3 separate regions of the Anas platyrhynchos genome follow, and all the other regions are linked to region 1. Evidence: chromatin contacts called from public Hi-C data. All regions are on one chromosome and are shown on one strand. The core of a region is the stretch at or near the end of the contact, and the rest is flanking DNA. Distances in the headings are between cores, read along the strand shown.

What was found. A called contact is a pair of places that touch in the nucleus more often than the background predicts.
Region 2: a Hi-C map of subcutaneous adipose tissue shows a contact between it and region 1, with 2.4 times the contacts expected there. The contact joins the promoter of RAD51AP1 here to the enhancer-like site in region 1. A contact is called at or near these places in 3 of 8 Hi-C or Micro-C datasets (F5 follicle, skeletal muscle and subcutaneous adipose tissue).
Region 3: a contact with region 1 is called in a Hi-C map of subcutaneous adipose tissue, with 1.7 times the contacts expected there. The contact joins the promoter of TIGAR here to the enhancer-like site in region 1. A contact is called at or near these places in 3 of 8 Hi-C or Micro-C datasets (liver, skeletal muscle and subcutaneous adipose tissue).

What each region holds. Positions count from the first base shown.
Region 1 is chr1:79,357,101-79,361,945 of IASCAAS_PekinDuck_T2T, reverse strand. No RefSeq gene overlaps it. Among named protein-coding and RNA genes, the nearest start is that of FGF23, 13 kb to the right of the region's middle. Within about 2 kb of position 2,700, at least 3 of the 8 cell types and tissues checked have an H3K27ac peak or open chromatin away from gene starts, as enhancers often do. A contact at or near this core is called in subcutaneous adipose tissue, where this site is marked.
Region 2 is chr1:79,419,436-79,424,280 of IASCAAS_PekinDuck_T2T, reverse strand. RAD51AP1 (RAD51 associated protein 1) reads right to left here and starts at 2,947. Exons shown (of 9, transcript XM_072042680.1): 1 at 2,859-2,947; 2 at 2,410-2,453; 3 at 822-963; 4 at 1-37. The coding sequence starts at 2,890. It overlaps FERRY3 (FERRY endosomal RAB5 effector complex subunit 3), which reads left to right and starts at 2,872. Exons shown (of 14, transcript XM_072042674.1): 1 at 2,872-3,010; 2 at 3,296-3,493; 3 at 3,777-3,922. The coding sequence starts at 3,316.
Region 3 is chr1:79,313,691-79,318,535 of IASCAAS_PekinDuck_T2T, reverse strand. TIGAR (TP53 induced glycolysis regulatory phosphatase) reads right to left here and starts at 2,341. Exons shown (of 6, transcript XM_027449912.3): 1 at 2,166-2,341; 2 at 289-326. The coding sequence starts at 2,197. It overlaps LOC140003225 (a long non-coding RNA gene), which reads left to right and starts at 3,559. Exons shown (of 3, transcript XR_011811490.1): 1 at 3,559-3,814; 2 at 4,215-4,324.

The DNA of each region.
Region 1 (4,845 bases), core at 1,451-3,950:
ATTCTGTAAGTCTGTGACAGTCTGAGAGGAAAGGGCCAGGATGAACTCTCTTACCTGAGCTTATCTATCCTGCTATAATCAAGGTAGGAAGCAGGTTCAGGCTTGCCTGGTGTACTTAATCTAAGCCTACAATACGGCCTCTGTGAGTTTCTGCACAGGATCCCAACACTGATCCTAGGAGCAGGATAAGAGGTTGGAATGCAATCTTGAAATCCCATGGGACCTGCCTAATTGCTTCCTGGTCCTCTTTTCCTTCTCACTTAATCTTGGTGTACAAGTCGGGAGACTCAAGTCAAGGGAGTCTCAGAGTCTCTAGCTGTTCAGAAGAGCCTGTCTTTTAGGAACCACAATGAGAAACCAAAGCAAAGGTGAGAACTAGACCCAGTTTCTCACAGATCATAAAGTCCTGCACAGGCAGCAGGATTCCTCGAGTCTGCTGTAGGTCAGCTAAACTCAGCCTTGCAAATGTTCCTGACAACAAAACACACACAGGGTGCCAGGATGAGGGAAAAACTATTGCTGTGGTCTACTTATACTTCAGTAAGGCTTTTGACATCATTTCCCATAGCATTCTCCTAAAGAAGCTGGCAGGTCAAGGCTTGGGTCTGTGTACGCTCTGTTGGGTTAAAAACTGGCTGGCTAGCCAGGCCCAAAGAGTCGTGGTGAATGGAGTTAAATCCAGTTGGAGGCTGGTCACTAGTGGTGTCCGCCTGGGCTCAGTACTGGGGCCAGTCCTCTTCAATATCTTTAGCAATGATCTAGAATAAATGATAGAGGCTCAGGGGAGACTTACTGCATGTTATAATTATCTTAAAGAAGAGTGTAGCAAGGTGGGGATCAGGCTCTTCTCCCAAGCAGTAAGTGATAGGACAAGACAAAATGGCCTCCCATTTTGCCAGGGGAGGTTTAGGTTGGATATTAGGAGAAATGTCTTCACTGGAAGGGTTGTGCGGCATTGGAACATGCTGCACAGGGAAATGGCTGAGTCACCAGCCCTGGAGATCTTCAAAAAACATGTAGATGTAGAACTTAGTAACATGATTTAATGGTGGACTTTTCACTACTAGATTAAAAGTTGCACTACATGACAGAGGTGTTTTCCAACCTGAATGGTTCTATGATTCTGGGCCTATCTTGTCAGAAGTAGGTTAGGACTGCCCACTCAATGGTCCTGCTGCCTGGTGAGGTCAGCAGGATCAGTCTTCATCTCCTACCTAGTCACAACAGCAGAGCTCAGGATGAGAGACAAGCATCAACACACTGCATGTCTGAGCTGCCTCAGCAGAGTGCTCATCTTCAGCTCTGTCGTGGAACCCACTGATCTTTACCCCAGTCTGATTTCCCAAACTGGCTTTAACACAGCTCTGTCACCACATGGACCTGCCTGGCTTTCACTGGACCTGATTCTGATGGGAAGATCAGGTCTAGGTCCTAGACCTTTCTTGTCACCATGATGTTGTCTTGTGATCTGGGCTCTTGTCTGGGCCTGCCACCATCTCTGGGTCTGCTCTATGCCCCAGTTTGGGTATTGTGGGACAGCTGCTGACTGGTGAGGTGATTGATTTGCTATGCCTCTGATTATTTTATTTTATTTTATTTTATTTATTTATTTTTTCCTCTCAGCTCTCAGATCCTCTTCCCCTAGAGAGCAGACCCAGCCCACACTGGTCCCTGACACTTGTTTACCACAGTGACTTCTAGTGAGTGATCCACCGAAAGAGATGAGCTTTGTTCTTTTAAACTGGTTGTTGTGTCCTAGCAGGATTCTATGCCAGATGCTTCAGAGAAAATAAATTTCTGTCTTAGTATCTTCTGATGATGCATTTGGCAAAGTATCCAGTGTTTCACAAAACAGAAAAAGCATTTTCCAGATATTCCATTCCACACACATGCACAGACATATGAGACACAAATGTAAAAGCTGGATTGAGATACATCACCATCATTCTAAAGAACAATGTTTCTCTGTAAATTAGCAGTATTAGAGAGATTACCATGAATTTTCGCAACTCTGTACAAATTGCATTTCTGCTTCCAAAAATGGAGGAGAAAGACAACTCTGGGAAAAGGTCTGTCATGGAGATGTGTAGTTGAAGAGGCAGCAGGGAAAGGTTTATAGGATTCTGGACTAGCCTTTGGGAGATCTAAATGGTGTGTGACAACTACCTCAGCCATCTATTTTTCACATAACAACAATATTATTTCTGTCTTCTGTATATTGCCACTCAAGTACTGAAACTCCAACTAGATTTTACCCCTTGCCTTCTCCAGGCCAAACTAATCCAGCTCTAACAGCCTGTCCTTGTGTATCATTCTCCAGTCCACATAAATTTTAGTGGATCTTTACTGTATGTGCTCCCATCTGTTAACATCTCTCTTGCAATGTGGATCGCCAAATCAGACACTGTTTTATATGTGGCCTTACAAAAGGGAAATAAATACTTCCTTCAATCTGTTGGTTATGCTTTTTCGAATGCAACCCAATATGCCATTGTTTTTTTAATGGTTGGGTTGATAGTCTTGCTTAAACTAAGGAGTCTCAGAGGGTATGGGCTGGTAAAGGCAGAGAGTCTATAAACTGGGGATTCCCCCTCCAGCCTCTCAAGGGAATCACCAGACATTCATTTAATACAGTTCAGTGCAGGAGCATGACAATGGGGTGAGGTTAGTGTCTGGATTTCATAAGGCAATTTGCAAAGAGAAATTAAACTGTTGTGAAACAATCCAGTCCCCAGGAGGGTTAGCAATGCTCTGCTCTGCTCCCACCGTTGCTAAGGAAAGCAGAGGATCTTTGACAGAAATTTGCAGGCCATAATCTTTCAGTGACTCAAGAATGCTGGTCAGTAATGGCCATGTGACAAGCTATGCTCATAAAAGGAAAAAAAAAATAATAAAAAAACAGCCTCAAATCTCGTTTGCATTTCCTTTTTTTTTTATATATATATATACATATATATATGTGTCTATACATATCTCTACACACCCCCACCCCTACTTTTTCTTATGTAATTGGCTGAATGTTCTGCATCAGTTTAATCAAAGAAGGACAGAATTATGTCCCAGGTATTTAACTAAGAAGGACTTTGTTCTTTGGGAAAATGACCCAAGTGCGAACTCCTGTGCCTCAGGTTTAGAGTCACAAATGACTCAGCAGAAGCAAAGAGGATATTTGGTTTCCCTGCCATAATGCAAGACTGAAGGAAGAAACACGAATCTCTTCTAGTTGTGGGGTAACTGAGGAAGAGACTGAGGATAAGACAGTGTGGGAATCTCTAGGTTTATTACACGTAATGTAAACTGGATGTACATTTAATTGCAGTGACCAACCCTGACTGATGAAATAGCTGTCACTGGAAAAAAAATCCTAAAAACAAACAACTAAGTATGCAGCCACAAGTAGAGAGTTCTTTTTTTCTCTGCAGCCAACCTCTGCATCCAGCTCAACCCAAAAGCATGTTTGTTTTGGAAGCCATAGTCTGCTGAAAAGAGTTTGGCCAAAATCCAAGGGGCGAATAAGTCCAGATGAGCTGAACAAGCTGTGCCCTTGGATCATGAGAAGAACATATAATTCAATCCTTTATTGCATGCATGCATATCATTGGTTATTTTTTGTTACAAGGTGTAGAGTAAAATGCCTTGATTGGGACTAAATTTCTGTCCCCTAACTCAACTGTTTAGAGTCCTCAATTTTACTGTGTGTTTGTGATTTCATGGGCCAGAACTCATAGCACTAGAATAGCTCCTCCAAGGACAATACAACCATACCAACTTACGTCAGATGAGAAATCATTAGGGATAATGTATAAAACAATGAAGTTGTTTGCGGTTATATTTTTACACGGTTGCCAGGATAAAAGCACCTAACTTTCTCTTAAATATTTCTTAGGAAAACTGATATATTCTGAGTTATTCCAGGTGATCAGAGCCTATTTTTTTCTGGGGTTATTCCATCTGTGACCTGAACCAGAGCTTACCAGGCCAATAAAAATCCTCCGGTTTATTCAATGGACAAGAGATCTGCTTCTAAAATATATAGAAGGTAGTTATGATAACGAGCATAGGTGTCATTCAGTGAGATCATCACCTTTTTCAAAAGCACTTTAGTGCTTTTATCTCAGTTATCCAGTGAGGAACAAGTTAGTTTACATTTACTCCAGGGTCAAAATACAAGCAGGGCACTTGACAAATCCTTACACTACCTTGGCTCTTGGCAATGTTTCCATGCAGCCAGGCCTTCAGACCTCTTGCTGAGGTGATGGGAATAACAAGTAGCACAAGCAGATTATTTGACTCTAACCTCATGATCTTGCCTGGCTTGATCCAGAGACCCTTACTGTGAAATGTTAAGTACTTCTGCACTTTAATATAACCATGTAGCTAACCCTATGCAAAAGTGTTAAATCCTAGAGCTAAATGAACAGAAATGTTAGGAAACTTAAAGTAAACCAAAGATTATTTTTTTTCCCAAAACAAAACAATTTGTCAGCCTATCTTTAGCTTATATGCAGCACAGTACATTAGGGGATGAATGCCTGAACTGATTTTCTTGTTGAGACTGCATATCTGGATCTTCAGTATTCCTGAGGACATAGAAGCAAGCACACAAGAAGAATGAATATACTTCTGTAAATGAGACACACTACCTAGATAGGCCGGTCAACAATACTGGATGTGCCAGCTAAATAAACTGTACTATAGGGCAAACTTCAGAATCAGAGAATTCAGAGAGAGAAACTGCAGCCTTTCCATGGCAACTCACCAAAAAACAACACTTTGCAAAGAAAATGACATGTATGGGACGTGTATGGGTGTCACATTCTTTAAATATTGACCAAATCTATAGAC
Region 2 (4,845 bases), core at 1,698-4,197, 62 kb before region 1:
CAGATCTCTTTGATAGAGTTTGTCATCCAAGGATATTCTGAAAAAACAAACAGGTTAAGTAATAATACAATGAAATGAGTGTTACAGATCTATCTCTGACTTACTAAACTTTGAGTTCCAGTGTTTGTCAAGAAATTATCATCATACTATGAATTACTTCTTGAAGAGACTTCAATAAAGTAGAAACTAATATTTAAAGCACACTATACTTCAAAGTACGATGGTGTTGGAACATTGTATGTATAAGACCTAATAACTGGTATTATCACAGGAAAGGCTAATAACATTTGCTTGAAATACCGCATTGAAACAGAACATTGATACAATACTTTACCATCAAAATAATCAGTTTTTTTTATTGACACTGGCTCTCTATTTTCTATTAAACTTTAAATATGTTTTTTTCTAAGGAGTCAAACTTGTCTTTGTAGTTATCAGTTATTCAAGTCCTTCAGTAATATAGAATTCTTACAATTAATTTGCACTGTAGAAATATCAAGACAAGATCAGACACCTAAATCTGTTTCTGCATCTATGCAGGTAGATTGCTGTAGTTTAAAGCTGTCAAAAACAATAGACATAGTTCACTACTGACCTCAGGCAACATTTTCTGACCCTATGTAAAGTTATTATACCCTTGTTTTGCAACTACACCATTAAAGCTGAAAATAATTACCACACTAATATGTCGTATTTTTACTCTCAGCTGTTTAAAACTCTAGAAAAAAAACTAACACAACAACAAAAACCACCACAAATACTACTATTGAAATACAGCTTCTTTCTTCAAACACAGTCAACCACGTTTCAACACTTCTCACCTTTTACTAGGTGCCTGCTTTTGAAATGGAGTTAATTCTTTGTGTGTTATTTTTTGCTTCTCTTTTTTCTCCTTCTTTGGTTCCTTCAGCTGTGTTCTGGATTTTTTGCTTAAAGGTGCAGCTATACATGCAAAGTCTTCATCTATTTAAGAAATAACAACAAATAGTAATTAGGTTTCCTCCAATATATTCTTCCATGTGGCCAAAAAGAAGTCACTCAACCCAATTTCATCATACACTGAAAATAACACCAAACATAGCCTTTTTGACATCAACACTATTAGAAAGAAAAAAAAAGAAAAAGAAAAAGTGTAACAGTACTGTTCTTAAAAGTATTTTTAATGAAAGTTTAACATGACTTCTTTCACATCTGTTTTAATGGTGATCATTTGTTACCAGAATTTCAATAACTAAAGTTTCACCTTTTCATATACAGAACAATAATTTTTATAATATCAATCATTGTCATTAATCAGTTTTAGAGTCTTGAGGTTTTGTGAATTGTTCCCATTAATGACTCCTGTTCATTAGAAATGTTCCTGCTTCCCTTTTTCTAGCTTTCTCATATTGCCTCTTAGCAAATACAATGTATTTTCTTCAGTTTTCCAAGAAAATTAGAAGGCATAGAAACCACCTTTCTTCCAACTGAAGACACTGCAGTTCACAGTACAAAATAAGGAAAAAAGTATAATGGTCTTCAGTGCTCTCTAAATGCCAGAGAACATGTACATATATATATGATCAATTCTGAGGAAACAAACAAACAAACACAAACAAACCATGAGGGACAGAAGAAAAGTGACTTAACTTTTGTTTAAATATTACAAACGGTCACTTAAAGACTAAGAAAAGTCATGCACCACATTTAAACTCATGAAACTAAAGCTCTGCACTAACCTGCAGGACTTGCAAGGGACCATCAACATTATTTACTTCACCTTCTCCTTCCCATCACTTCACACTATTCAATTCATCTCACAAACAGATGAAGAGCAAGCAGGAAAACAACCAACCAAGAGCAACAAAAAATCCATAGTCCAAATCCATGAAAGTAAGGAAACCCAAATTCAGTACCGAAAACATGTGACACCAATTGGGGCTCAGAGGAAAGAAGGACTGTCATGAAAATAAATAGCCTGCAATCTATTTTTCTTATCAATGAATCTCAACATTTGACTGTTAAGTTCTCACCCAGAACCCATCAAGGTACAGAGCTGCAATAGGAATGTTAGGTCTATGTACAGACAATCCACAATTCCTGACAATATTCTGGTTTACAGTCCTGCGAACTGATCTTCAGGAGGACATGGAACAAGCAATTCTCTCTGAAAACTAAGGCAGGGAAAGAAACAATTTTCTTGCAATAACACAGTGTATTCACTAGTTCCCTAATAAACTGTTAGCATACCCTGGCTTACAGTCATCATATTCCTGTTGAATCAGGACTTTTAACAGTGTGCACAGTTTACTTCCACTAAAAGCAGTAAGTCTTGTTGCTGAAGTGATTCATTACAAACACTCCACTGATGCTTTGGGTAGTGGCATTAGTGTTTGACATTTTTGTTACATAGAAAAATACATCACTTACCATCATCTTCACCAAATTCGGAATAATCAACAACTTTCTTGCTCCTGTGGCAAAACCGCACAGCGTTAATCATTTGGGAGTGAGAACCCTGACTTGCTAATACTTGACTTCGGGTAACTCAAGATTTTAAGGAAAACAATAACGCACGTTCAGATGTTTTACTGTAAGGTTATTAAGAGCCACAGAAGGGTTTGAGCTCTGCCTCAAAGCCACCCAGCCCCACTCCCCTGCAGGGACACCTCCCACCAGACCAGGTTCCCCAGCCTGGCCCTCAACACCTCCACGGATGGGGCACCCACAGCTTCTCGGGGCAACCCGATCCAGGGCCTTGCTGCCCTTATAGCAAAGGGTCGGGGCCCTGGCCGGGCCCCCTCAGCCGAGGGCGGGTAACGGCCGGGTAACGGCCGCCGGCTTTCTAGGAAACGCCCCCCCCCCCCCCCAGCCCTCACCTCCGCACCGGCCGCGCCGTTCCCGCGGCCATGACGACACCACCCGCGCCTCGCCCCGCACATTCGCCACGGGGCGGCTGGTGGCGAATCTGCGCCTGCGGACGCGAAGCTGGCGCCGCCCGCTCGGCAGCGGGGGGCGGCGGGGCGCGGAGGTGAGGCCGGGGCGGGCGGGGGGCGGCTCGGGGAGGGGGGCCGCGCGGCCCGGCCTCGGCCCGGGTTTGGGGTAGGTGGTGGTGGGGGTAAGCGGCTGGGGCTTGGTTTAACATCGCAGAATGGCTGGGGCTGGGTTAGTCAAAAATGAGATTAATATTTATGAAAAATGCAGGTTTTAAAGTTTTAAAAACCAGAAGTTGTTAATTGTTAACAAAACACGCTTTTTGTTAGCGTATTTGTGTATGGTTTTACTAGAATCTAACTCATGCACGTTTTATTGCTAGTTCACGAAACCAGCTCGAGGATGAAGCCTAATAAAGGAAACGTCTGCATTAGGGAGAGAGACTATGTGTACGAATTCAATGCTGGAAATCAGCATCTAGTGCTGACAGTGCCCCTTAAATTTCCTGTGCAAGAAAATGTCAGTCATCTGCATGGACGTCTAATGCTTCTGCACAACCTGCCATGTTTTATAGAGAATGGTAAGACTTGAATTTTTAAATTTTGAATTTTTAGTGTCACGTATTCATGCCCATAAATACCTTATGCCACACTTGAAGAAACCAAAAGAAAGGTACTTAGTAGAAATGTTTTATTTTTTTTTAATAGCTAAACATTTAAGAAAATGGCTATCAGTACTAGAAGGAAAGTGCCTAAGTAAAAGGTTTTCAGAAAAAAAAAATCTTTCTATGTTTCCTAGTTGATTGCTGATAACTTCCACTTAGATGGTTTTGTTGATGGGCCATTCTCTGTTTGTTATAATAGACCTGAAGCAATCTCTTAGTAAGTTCATAGAAGAGGAAACTATAAAAGATTATGATAGAGAAGCTGAAATGGCTCTGGAAGCAGTGAAATCAGGAAAAGTAGACATAAACCAGCTGGCAGATGCTTGGTCTAAAGCTTATAAAGAGGTAAGACTAAGGCTGAAAAATTAATGTTCAGAATTTGATTTGTGTGTATGTGTGTGCACATGTATGCAGACGTAATCACTTCTGTGAAGGTGCAAAATTACATGGAAATTTCATTTTTACAATTCTTACGATTTTTTTCCTTTTATTCCAAAGTGATTATTAGGTATTCACCCTGGAACTTATTAGTCAGTTTTTTCCTGAATTTAACTCATTACTGGCAAAAATTTAGTAGAGTTAAAAAAACAAAACGGAGAAGTAAAATAGATAGTGACTGTCAAACAAAATTAGATCTAGGAGTTATGATACATTAGAATCAAAGAACAAGATTTGCGTTGATCCCATCCAGAATGTCAAACATACCAATGAAGTCTCCTAAAGAAAACTGTGAACAAATTGTATGCCTTGATGAACATGAATAAAATGAAATTAGCTTAACCTTTAAGAAGAAAAAATCTGCATTGGGTGAGCACAGGAATGTTTCAAATAATTGAAAGAGTTTACCCTCTTCTGCTCTGAAGGTTACTATGAATAGGTTAGGCAAACTCTTTAAAAATTTATTTAAAATCTTGCCTCAGTGCAAGGATTATGATTTTATCATCTCTTGACATTTCTTCAATGTTACCATCTAAATTTATCATCTGAATCTGGTGGGAATCACAGCAAATACAAGGATCGTATCAGTATAGAAGAGCCTGCTGAACTGGCATCTATCTCTGATTATCTCTTGTTAATGAAAAATTGCTTTTCTTAAGTCATTGCTGTTGATCACATTGTAGTGACATCAGAGTTTGGTCCTCCTTTCTAGTAAGATGTTTTTCTTTGCGCAGATGATGTTTTGGACCCTATCTAAACTTCATCAAATGCAAATGATGTTGTGCAGATTTATTTTTTTGACATATTTTTTTGACCTTAAATACTTAAAA
Region 3 (4,845 bases), core at 1,092-3,591, 43 kb after region 1:
ACAGGTAACTTTTTTTTTTCTTGTTTAGCAAAAGGAAATGTAACACTTCTGTCAATACCAGAAAAGTACCACTATTTGGTGGCATTATTCAGAGACTGACTTAGAATCTTTGTAGTCTTCTACGGTTATCAAGCTAACATTCCCATCTACAAATAAAAATATTTTAATAGCCTAAGGTATTCAATATTATTCTGTAGTAATATTTAGCAGTTGATTCTGGGATTTTTCATTTTGTAGGGAAAAGTAGTTCTCAATCTCCAAGAAGCTAGTAGAATAACTGACACTAACCTTGCAGTATCTTGTCTTTGTTGTATCTTGTTTCTCCACTGAAAGACATTAGACAAAAAAAGTAACTCAATAATTTAGTCAAAGTTCAATAACATTATTATATTATAAACAAAACGGAAAAGAAGAGTCTGAATATCAAAAGCAACGTACAGCACAGCTTACTTTCAAAAACAGATGTATTTGAAGATTTTACTATAGAACAAAACCATTTTCAAGTGATCAGCCTCAATCACACTATCAATATTTACTAAGACAAACCTACCTGGAACAAAGAGAAGGAAAGCAATCTCTTAAATTCATCATAAATGCTGCATAATTTATCTATTACAGTGTCATATTGGAGAGAGAGAAGTAGGAAGACTCTGTAGTCCTCTTAAGAGAGGTATTTACTACTCAACTGGACCCCTGTGCTTTAGAGTGAAGCCAACTCAAGCAATTATCAACGTTGACAGCAGAGCTGCTTGCACACCTTGAAGAAGCACAGTATAAAATGCTGGAGCTGTAGAAAAACTACTAGAATTAACATAACCTGCTTTTGAAATTAGAATATTTAATCTTGAAAATCATAACTGGGGGTATTGCAAGAAAAGAACAACTAAAACCACAAGAAGATATATTTTGGAGGAAAAACTTAATATGAACAAATTTAAGCATGGTTTGTTGAGACGTCTCACCTGACTGAAATATCACATGCTTAGCTTTTTGCAGTACTGAGGGCCAAACGTGCTGCTTGCTTTTTAAATAGCTATCAACACTGCTGGGCAGAAGTCCTTAAGATGAGCCCCAAATAGATAACCAATGACAGAAAGCAAGTATTTTAAGAGAGAACACTATTTTACAGCACACTTTAAACATCCCTGCGCCCAGGGCAACAATTTAATCCTTCACACTCTATCCACACCCTGACAGCTGTTTTCAGCCTCCTGAGGAAAACACATCAGGGTGGATGGAGTCCATCCTGCTGGTCATCAGCTTGGGGGTGGGGAACAGCAGCATCCCCAGATTTCCAAGTAACACTGACTTAGTGCAGCGCACACAAGCACAGCCTAAGTTAAACCAACCCATTTCCTGATGAATGACTTGGATCTTTCCGAAGTGCCTCCTACAGTCCCACCTGAAGATAGTTTAACAAACTGTTTCTGGCTTTGATGCTTTCTAAATGACGTAAAAGTAATGCTGCAACTAGAGCACCGAGTCATGGGAGATAGGTCTGGAAGGGAAGAATAACTCTGTTTAAGAGGAAAATTAGAAATAGGAAATTGTTGCTCTAATTGCACTAATCAAGTATTAAGCCATATTATGCTGAAGATGAAATGTAAGTTTGGTTTTCATAAAGTTAGGCAGCGAACTACTGTGAGTTGGAGGGAGCTGTAGCTAGCTTGCTAACTGCTAACTTAAATTAAGTTGACTTTCATTTGGAGGGAGCTGGAGCAGCTTAGTCCCATTAACCACTGGTCTCGGTCCATATCCACTACAGCCTGAAAGTGCAGCTCGCCTCAGCGCTTTTGAAGAAGCCACAAATGCCAGTTCCGTAACATTTCGCAGCAGAAAGGTTAGCCTACCCTTCTGGAGCGAACCCGCCACCCCACCAGAGAGCTTCTGGCAGGAGGACGGTCACAAGACCCAGGAGCTCATAAATAGCCCTTACTAAATTTACGTCTAACACCGGACCTCGGCCGATCCCGAACCACCCTGACACCGCCTGCCTGAAGCAGAGCCCCCCCCGCCACCACCCCCACCCCCCCGGCTGCGGGTGAGGGCCGTGGGGCTGACGGAGCTCCCGCCCAGAGAAGGGCTGGCGGCGGAAACGAAGGCTTTGTTTCCCTGAGGGAGGAGGAGGAGGAAGAGGAAGAGGAGGAGGAGGCGGCGGTACTCACTGCCGGACAACGGTCAGCCCGAAGCGAACCATGACGGACCGCCACCACCACGCCGGCTGCCGGGGCCCGCACTGCGGCGCCCGGCGGTGACGTCACGGGGCGGCAGCCGCCATTGCTCCTCCTCCTGCTCCTGCTGCTGCTGCCTCCTCCTCCACCTCCTGCTGAGGTGCGCGGAACGGGAAGGTGGCTCCTGAGGGAAGCCTTCGGCTCGTTTCACTAAATCTATCAATCAATAAATAAATATAACAATCAATCAATAAACAAAAACCTACTCCCCCCCCCCCCCCCCCCCAAAAAAAAAGACACTTTCTAAAAAATACACTTTCTATGCGAACTTTTTTTTCTCAAAAACTTCTCTGCCTCCAAAACCTCCTCTGCCTCCATTCCAACAACCCGCCGCAAGGAGAAGCGCCACCGAGGCACAGTTTCGTGCCTCAGCCACGAGCTTTTTCCACCTCTTGGAATACGTTGGGAGCCCCAGCACGCTCATCACATTACTGTTTGTCAGGGACTGTGGGGATAGACGCGGGCTCAACCTGTGTTTGGCAGGAGAAAGTGTGTTTGAGGGGAACGGCTGCTCTACAGGCAGCAGGTACATCATCTAGCGGAGACGTGGGCTGTGCCAACCAGGCCTTAAAATGCTACGGATGTAGAATATTTCTTCTTAACAAATCCCCATAACAATTAAATTGAAGACATATACTGTCTGAAACATCATTTAAGGTCTCAATGCACATATTCTTACTTTACAATTATAATCGGGTGGCTTTCATCTTAAACACTGATTTTCACGTAATCTCATGATTCTAGGACAAGAAGCTTGACTAAGTTTATTAGGTTTCAAAAGACACAATATTTGCTGATGTTCAGACTTGTTCTATCAACTAAAATAAGAACACTAATCGACAACAGGACTTTGCTTGTAGTATCAGTAGTGAGTAAATTATGCTTCAGTACAAGTTTTGGTTAAAAGTTTTGGAAGCCAAATCATATTTTCTCAGTGATCAGCAGCAGAGAGAGGGCTGGTTTCAAAACAACTGTTCCAGACCGGCAGATCACAAGGCAAAAAAGTGGGTGATATAGGCACATTTGTAGACTTCCATAACAACTGGAGCCAACCTGGTCTTGTGTGATACAACTCGTAGAATAGTTTGGGTTGGAAGAGACCCTAAAGATCATCCGGTTCCAACCCCCCTGCCATAGGCAGGGACATCTACAACTTCTCTGGGCAACCTCTTCCAGTGCCTCACCACCCTCTGAGTGAAGAATTTGCTCCCAAATATTTAATCTAAATCTATCCTTGTCCTGGTTTCAGTTAGCACAGAATTAATTTTCTTCCTAGTAGCTGGTGGAATGCTGTGTTTTGGCTTAGGATGAGAAGAGTGCTGATAACACCCCGATGCTTTAATTGTTGCAGAGCAGTGCTTATACTAAGCCAAGGACATCTGAGCCTTTTGCTCTGTCCTGCCAACGGGCAGGCTGGGGGTGCAGTAAGAGCTGGGAGGGGACAGACCCAGGACAGGTGACCCAAACTAGCCAAAGGGGTATTCCATACCATCTGACGTCATGCTAAACAATATATAGGGGTGGCTAGCTGGGGGGAGGGGGCCGGACTGCTCGGGGTTAGGCTGGGCATCGGTCAGCGGGTGGTGAGCAATTGCATTGTGCATCACTTGTTTGTACATACTATTACTTTCGTATTATCACCATTGTATCATTATTATTATTTTTGTTATTATTATTTTCCTGTCTTATTAAACTGTCTTTATCTCAACTCACGGGCTTCACTCTCCATTTCTCTCCCCCGTCCCAGAGAGGGAGGGGGGAGGGTGAGCGAACGGCTGCGTGGTGTTTAGCTGCCGGCCGGGTTAAACCACGACAATCCTCTTTTAGTTTAAAACTGCTACCCGTTGTCCTATCACTACACTTCCTGCTACAGAGTCCCTCTCCATCTTTCATACAGGCCCCCTTTACGTACCAGAATACCATTATAAGGTCTTTCTGGAGCTTTCTCCAGGATGAACATCTCCAGCCCTCTTGTCTTCACAGGAGAGGTGCTCCAACCCTTTGATCATCCTCACAGCCTTCCTCTGGACTCACTCCAACATGTCCATGTCCTTCTTGTGCTGGGGGTCCCAGAGCTGGACGCAGTACTCCAGGTGAGGGTCGTAAGAGCAGAGAAGAGGGGGAGAATCACCTTCCTCAAACTGCTGTCCATGCTTCTTTTCATGCAGTCCAAAGCCTCCCTACATTTTCTGAAAAATGAGACAGATTGTGATCTTCTTCAGGCCCTATTTACCCAAATCATTTCAGTGCCTGGGCTCTAGATGGGAGATTGGTGGAATAAAATTTTGGCATCCAGAATCTTGGATGAATTTCATATTAAGACCGTTGCAGATTGACTTGTTGGATGGAAGCCACTTTTGCTCCACAGCCACCATCATTCTTGAGAAATAACAGAGAAGAGGAACTGGGAAGAGGAGCAGAGAGGAGAGCAAAACTAAACTGAACATTGCCACCCACCTACCTACCAACTTCTTATCCATGCCCTGTATTACAGTGGTGTTTGCAGACTTAAGAGTAAAACTGACGTCTGATCTAGATAAAATAAATCAGCTCTGTTGCCTAGTGGTATTCTTTCTGGGCCAATTGACACCATTAGTGGGAAGATGCATCTTCA